2 separate regions of the Mus musculus genome follow, and region 1 is linked to region 2. Evidence: chromatin contacts called from public Hi-C data. All regions are on one chromosome and are shown on one strand. The core of a region is the stretch at or near the end of the contact, and the rest is flanking DNA. Distances in the headings are between cores, read along the strand shown. Region 1 has its middle 8.0 kb from the start of Gm42019. Region 2 overlaps Tbx5 (T-box 5).

Region 1 (3,362 bases), core at 109-2,608, 150 kb before region 2:
GAATAACCCCCCCCCCCACCCCCCACCCCCGCAAGTTGCTTTTGGTCCTGGTGTTTCATCCCAGCCATCATAACCCTAATTAGGACAGGCTCACTCATTAGTGAATCCATTTCTGGCACTTGAAACCTAGCCAACAGTCTGTAACTACCCTTGGCTGGTGATGCTATAGCCCCAGAGAACACCCTTCTCCTGCCACTTCCTGAAACCAGCACCATTTTCTAACTGTATTTTTTTTTTACATGCTTATCCTTAGACCCACAGATAAGTGTGGTTTCCACTTCCTCAAAGGTTTTTCCCTCCCACAACAGGTGAGAGTGTTTCTCAAATGCAGAGAGAACTGATGGGGTGGGGTGGGGTGTCCCCAGTCCCAATAGATGCATTCATTATAACACCACATCTACACCTAAAGGTTCAGAGAAGACAGGGGCAGGATGATTTTAAGAACCAGGTATGGCAGGGGGCTCCTTCCAGGAAATCTCAACAATGAAGCTGCCAAAATATGATTTTCACAATGACACTACATCCAACCTAAGGGGATGGAGGAACCTGAGTCCCAGGTAATGATACAGGCAGAGAGGGCAGATGAATATGAGTCAGGGTCGATTTCCCCACTGTGCTTATGCACACACACACACACACACACACACACACACACACACACACACACACACAGCCTATTGAGTCCATTTAGAGTATTGTTCCTGTGTGTGTGTGTTTATAGTAAATATGTAATAGGAAGTGGAGATTTAATTTGAGGTGATGGAGACACGAGAGCCGTGGGGAAGGGTAAAACATAATGTAAATTCAGCACTCCCGTGTGAAATCCTCAACGTTTAGTTTTCAGAGTTTCTAGTGTTCCAGTGGAGAGGCTCACGTGGTTCAGCATCTAAATACTTAGTTGTCCCCCTGCTGACATCTAAGATCAGCCAGAGCCTGCAAGGAGCCACACCCAGTTGCAATGCTGTCCCTCAGATCCTCTCTCCTGAGCTTTCAGAAGGTACCTGTTGACCCAGGAAGCTCTGCACTTCCAAATTGACTGCCAGCTTTGTTCTTAGACCGATCCAAGCTCCCTTGCCATTTCACAAGTGCAGGCGATTTCAGGGGATTAGAACCCTCACCTCTGGGGACCTTCTCACACTCCACTAGGTGTGTTTTAATCACCACGAGAGGCCCTGGCTGTCATGTCTCATTACTTAAATATATTATCATGGCCTGGCCTTGGCTGGTTTGGTGGGATTAAAGCAATAAAACTATATGGACAAGTGGCCAGCGTTAGTTACCACCCAGAACGGCTGTGGGTGATGGTGCACAGCTGCGGCCGTTTACACCCTACCCTCACCCCTACTTCCTCTTAAGCCCCACCACCCCACCTCCGGAGCCAGCAGTTGCTGCGCCCCAGCAGCCAGGCTGTCACGGGATTGGTCCAGTTTCAGAAGGAAGCCTTGTTGCCTGGCAACAGACAAGCTGACTTACCTTGCTTTTCTTGGACCCCCGGGGGAGGGGGCGGAGGGGGAGAGGTTGCATGTGCCTTTAGTTGCTCACCCCCCCCCCCCCCCCCCCGCAGACAGCAAGTGAGGCATCTTTGTTATTTAATGCTCATTTATTCTTAATCGCTGTGGCAGGAGGAATATTCATCCCATGATCCAAACTGGGGCCCCGGGCCCAGTTGTTTTGAGACAGCTATGAGATTTACTAGAGATGTAAAGCATATGAACGAGGATGGGTGAATCAAGGTTTTGGAGACCCATGGGACTTTTGTAAGAATTTCTATGAGTTTTATTGTTAAAAAAAAAAAGAAAGAGAGAGAGAGAGAGAGAGAGAGAGAGAGAGAGAGAGAGAGAGAGAGAAAGAAAGAAAGAAAGAAAGAAAAAAAGAAAAAAAGAAAAAAGAAAAGAAAAAAAGCCTTGAAGGAAACAGTCTAGTGCCATCCCCTAACCCCCCTATTTTTGTTGCACAACAGAGCTCAAGGCCATCACACAGCTTCCAATGAACAATGATTATCTCAAACCATGAGGCATTTGCAAGTTTGGGATTTCTGGAACTGCTTAGAATTCATCTAGACTGTAGCAAGCGAAAGATTTGTGTGTGTGTGTGTGTGTGTGTGTGTGTGTGTGTGTGTGTTGGAAGCAAATACCAGGCCCTACACTTTCAGGGTAGTGGCTGAATCAAACATTAAGGTTTCGGGGCAGGGACTTAACAGTGGTGGCAGTTATAGCCACGGGTGTGTGCTGCACAGGTCTCAGCTGTCAGCATCAACATGACCTTGTTGCTTCTGAGATGCTTTGCATTTATGGTTAGCAACATTGTTTCTTAAGACAGACAAAGCTAAAAGGCAAGCCTGGAGCCCTCTGTTCAAGGACTGAGTCCATTTGTGCATGTCCCTGGTTAGTTCTGTGGAAACTCCACACAAGCTAGAGACATCTGAGAGGAGGGAACCTCAAATGAAAAAAAAAATACCTGTAAGATTGGGCCTTAGGCAAGCCTGTGGAGCATTTTCTTAGCAATTGATGGGGGAGGGCCCCTGCCAATTGTGGGTGGTACCGTCATTGTGCTGGTAATCCTGGGTTCTATAAGAAAGCAGGCTGAGCAAGCCATGGGGAGCAAGCTAGTAAGCAGCATCCCTCCATGGCCTCTGTATCAGCTCCAGCCTTCAGGTTTCTGCCATGTTTGAGTTGCTGCCTTGACTTCCTTCCATGGGGAAACAGTACTGTGGAAGTGTGAGCCAAATAAATGCTTCCCTCAAATTGCTTTGGCCACAGTGTTTCCAACAGCAATAGCAACCTGACTAAGAAAGTATGCTACACAGGCTGGAGAGATGGCTCCGCGGTCAAGAGCACTGACTGCTCTTCCAGAGGTCCTGAGTTCAATTTCCAGCAACCACATGGTGGCTCACAACCATCTGTAATAGGATCTGATGCCCTCTTCTGGTGTGTCTGAGGACAGCTACAGAGTACTCATACACATAAATCTAAAAGGAAAAGAAAGAAGAAGGTATGCTACACTTAACTTCGGCTTTTGACCACTTCATGTCTTTTCCTTCTAAAATGTCCTTGGTTTGACTCCCTTTAAGGCAAAATGTTTATGCAAAATATAAAAGTTACTAGAAACAGTGGTTTTGAGTTTCTGCAGGAGTGGGAAGCACTTGTCATCCTTCAGATGAAGTTTAAGCAGTTGACCATCTGCGGTCCCCAACACCAGCCTGGCATACTCCGCCCACTTGTTTCTGTAAAGCAACAAGACTGAGCATTCCCAGTTCGGTTTCATAAGGGGGTGTTGTAGGTACTTGGAAGTTAATCGGCAATGGTCTTGCTAGAACAATTATTGGTTAGACACAACCAGTTTGGTCATGTCTGTGTGTGGAG
Region 2 (2,960 bases), core at 368-2,867:
ATGTGGTGTTTTTACAGACAAGAGACTCTGGAAGTCAGCTAAGGGGTCAGCAGGAAGTCAGGAGATGGCTGTAATTCAGACCTACTGAGTCGCAAAACAGCAAAGATGGGTGGCGCTGGGCTTTCTGCTGTAAACCTGTGCTTTCTGCTGTTACTGTAACTCAACAGGCTCAACCAACATGGAGGGTTGTAACACTTGACACAGATGGATGGATGGATGGATGGATGGATGGATGGATGGATGGATGGATGGATGGGCGGATGGATAGATGGATAAAAGGGTGGATGGATACATAAATGGATGGGCAGGTAGATAAATGGAGAAGTGAATGGATGGGTGAATGGATGGATAAATGGGTGAGTGGATGGATTGGTGGATGGATAGGATAGTTGGGTGAATGAAAGAATAAAGAGGTTGGTGAGTGGATAAATAGGTGGATGCATGTATGAATGGATAGACAGACAAATGGATGGATGGGTGAGTGGATGGATGGATGGATGGATGGATGGATGGATGGATGGATGGATGGATGGATGGGTGGGTAGGTGAATGGATGAACAAATAAATAGATGGATGCTTGGACAGATGAATGGTTGGATAGAGAGATAAATGATTGGATGATAGATTTTGAAATTATACACTCCAAACTCTCAGAACTTGGGTTAAAATGGAGACACTGGAATGGCATCATGGGGAATTAAAATGAAAGCACCCTGGCTCAGACCCCATGACCACCGAGAGTTTATCTGCTGCTCTCAGACTTGCTTCCCCCATGAGAATGCATGTTTCATAAGAGCAGGTCTCTCTCCTGCTTGCGTTCTCCTTACAGGGCCCGGGGTATAAGTACTCTTAGTGTTTGATGACTTCACACGACTCTGTCAGTCATCACTCTAACCTTAGAATCTGATATTAGTGCACTCTTTGTCCCCTGCAGGGTGAGGAGTGGGCATTCTCCAACTCAAGCTGCCCTGAAAAATTCAATAAGGGAAGACCCTGAGGTTGCTTTTAAAAACACACAGCATCGGGTCAGGTCAGTAAAGACACCACTGACAAGCCAAGCAACCTGAGTTCTATCTCTGAGACCTTCACAGTGGAAGGCTTGGGTCCCCTCCTGCCAGTTGTCCCTTGAACTCTGCGGGCTTAGCTTTACCATGACATATGTGCACGTGCACATGCACATACACATACACGCACACACTACATATAAAGTACTAGAAACAAACCTCACAGTCTGGGGAGAAAAGCTCACTGTGGAACCATTTCCAGTTTCCCCCACCTCCCCCTCTCCATCGCTGACTTCCCTCTGATAGCCAGCGCTGTAATGTCTTTGCTACATCTTTATTTGGGTCAGTTTGTTTGCTAATGAAAGGATGGTGAGAGAGTCAGGATAGTCGGAGGAAAGACAGACAAGTGCTCCCTCCTGGTCCTCGGATCCTGGGTTTGATTGAGTGGCATTGATAAAAGACCTGCCCAGCTTTTTTGACTCCATCCAGAGGGAGAGATAGGCTGGAGACAGCCTGGTCCAAACAGGAGAGGAGGCCATTGGCCTGCTGGGCCCTTTGACATTGCATGGGGCCTGGCTCCTAGGCTGGCTGGAAGGCAGACAGACAATGAGAGGAAGTCAGATAGCAGGGCCAGGCTGGGGCCAGGGGGGGAAACCACCCACAGAGTTATCACTCCTAGCGAGTCCCAAACTGGAAGGAAGCCTCCTGATTTGTTATCTCCTCACACCGTGGGGACTAATGATGAATTGCCTTGTGACCCCATTGGCTTCTCTGTCATCCAAGCTCCCCTTGGGGGGTGGAAGTGTGGAAAGTGGTGAGGAAGGCAGAGGTTTCTGGGAAGAGGAGAGGTTTTCTTCAGAGCACATGCACACACACACACACACACACACACACACACACACACGCCCCAAGTCCACTGACTTCACTGAAGATCTCGAGCCAGGCCACTCAGTTGCTAAGGGACTTTGGGGAAATACCTCCATCTGTCTGAGTTCTAGCATCCAATCTGAAAGGACAGAGGGGAACATTTTTTTTCACATTCTTATCTCCAGCCTGTCCCCAAATCCTGGTTCCTCTCACTTCTGCAGTTCTGAGCCACCGTGGCAGGCCTTACAACCTAGGTTGCCCTCTTCCTCTCAACAGGTGTCTGGTGTCATTTCTGTCCCCTCCTATCGCAGCAAAGTGGCGCTAGCAACTGCTAGCAGTGATACTTGCAGGCTGCTGACCCCCTGATGGTCTCCCATCGCTGTTCAGATAACACTGGAGGCTCTAATGGAAATGGCTTAGGGGCGTCTAGCTGGCCCCACCTTTCTCTCCAGTCTTCTATCTCCACCCTTTGCCCTCTGATCTGGGCACCCACATGCTAACCCTTCCCCAGAAAGGGTACATACCCATCTGTCTCTTATCCTTCTCCTAGCTGCCTCCCACTTTCTATGACTCCAACCCAGTCTGTTCTTACAATCTGATACTCATTAGCAATTTGCGGCTGTGTGTGTGTGTGTGTGTGTGTGTGTGTGTGTGTGTGTGTGTGTGTTCATGTTAGCATGTGTCTTGTCCATGGAGATCAGGGGACAGCCTGAGCTGTCACTCCTCAGGTACCATCCATCTTGGTTTATAAGACAGGGTCCCTCATGAACCTGGAAGTTGCTAACTAGGCAAGGCTAGCTGACCAGCGAACCTTGTCCTCTCTAACCCTGGGCTTACTAATGGGTGCCCATACACCTGGCTTCTTTTATACATGGATTCTGGGGGACTCAGGCTTGTAAAGAGAACATTTGCTGACTGAGATCTCAGTCCAGACCCTATTCCAGTTTTAACTACATAGTTCTATCATCACTTACACAATGCTCAGCCTGCTTGGGACAGCAGGCTACTTGGGACAGCAGGTCTTCTGTAAAGGATAGGGAGGTGATCACAGATATGTTGGGGCTGTTCAGCCATACCCAGTAGCAGACC

Evidence for each region. Hi-C and Micro-C count contacts between places; a contact is called where the count stands out from the background.
Region 1: a contact with region 2 is called in a Hi-C map of the HPC-7 cell line, with 1.8 times the contacts expected there. The contact joins two enhancer-like sites. A contact is called at or near these places in 2 of 484 Hi-C or Micro-C datasets (the HPC-7 cell line and nephron progenitors) and 3 of 115 datasets of contacts at active chromatin or transcription factors (cardiomyocytes and embryonic stem cells).

The regions. Positions count from the first base shown.
Region 1 is chr5:120,022,292-120,025,653 of GRCm38.p6, reverse strand. No RefSeq gene overlaps it. Among named protein-coding and RNA genes, the nearest start is that of Gm42019, 8.0 kb to the left of the region's middle. Within about 2 kb of position 1,358, at least 45 of the 459 cell types and tissues checked have an H3K27ac peak or open chromatin away from gene starts, as enhancers often do. A contact at or near this core is called in the HPC-7 cell line, where this site is marked.
Region 2 is chr5:119,874,333-119,877,292 of GRCm38.p6, reverse strand. The region is part of intron 8 of Tbx5 (T-box 5); the gene reads right to left. Among named protein-coding and RNA genes, the nearest start is that of Tbx5, 41 kb to the right of the region's middle. Within about 2 kb of position 1,617, at least 6 of the 459 cell types and tissues checked have an H3K27ac peak or open chromatin away from gene starts, as enhancers often do. A contact at or near this core is called in the HPC-7 cell line, where this site is marked.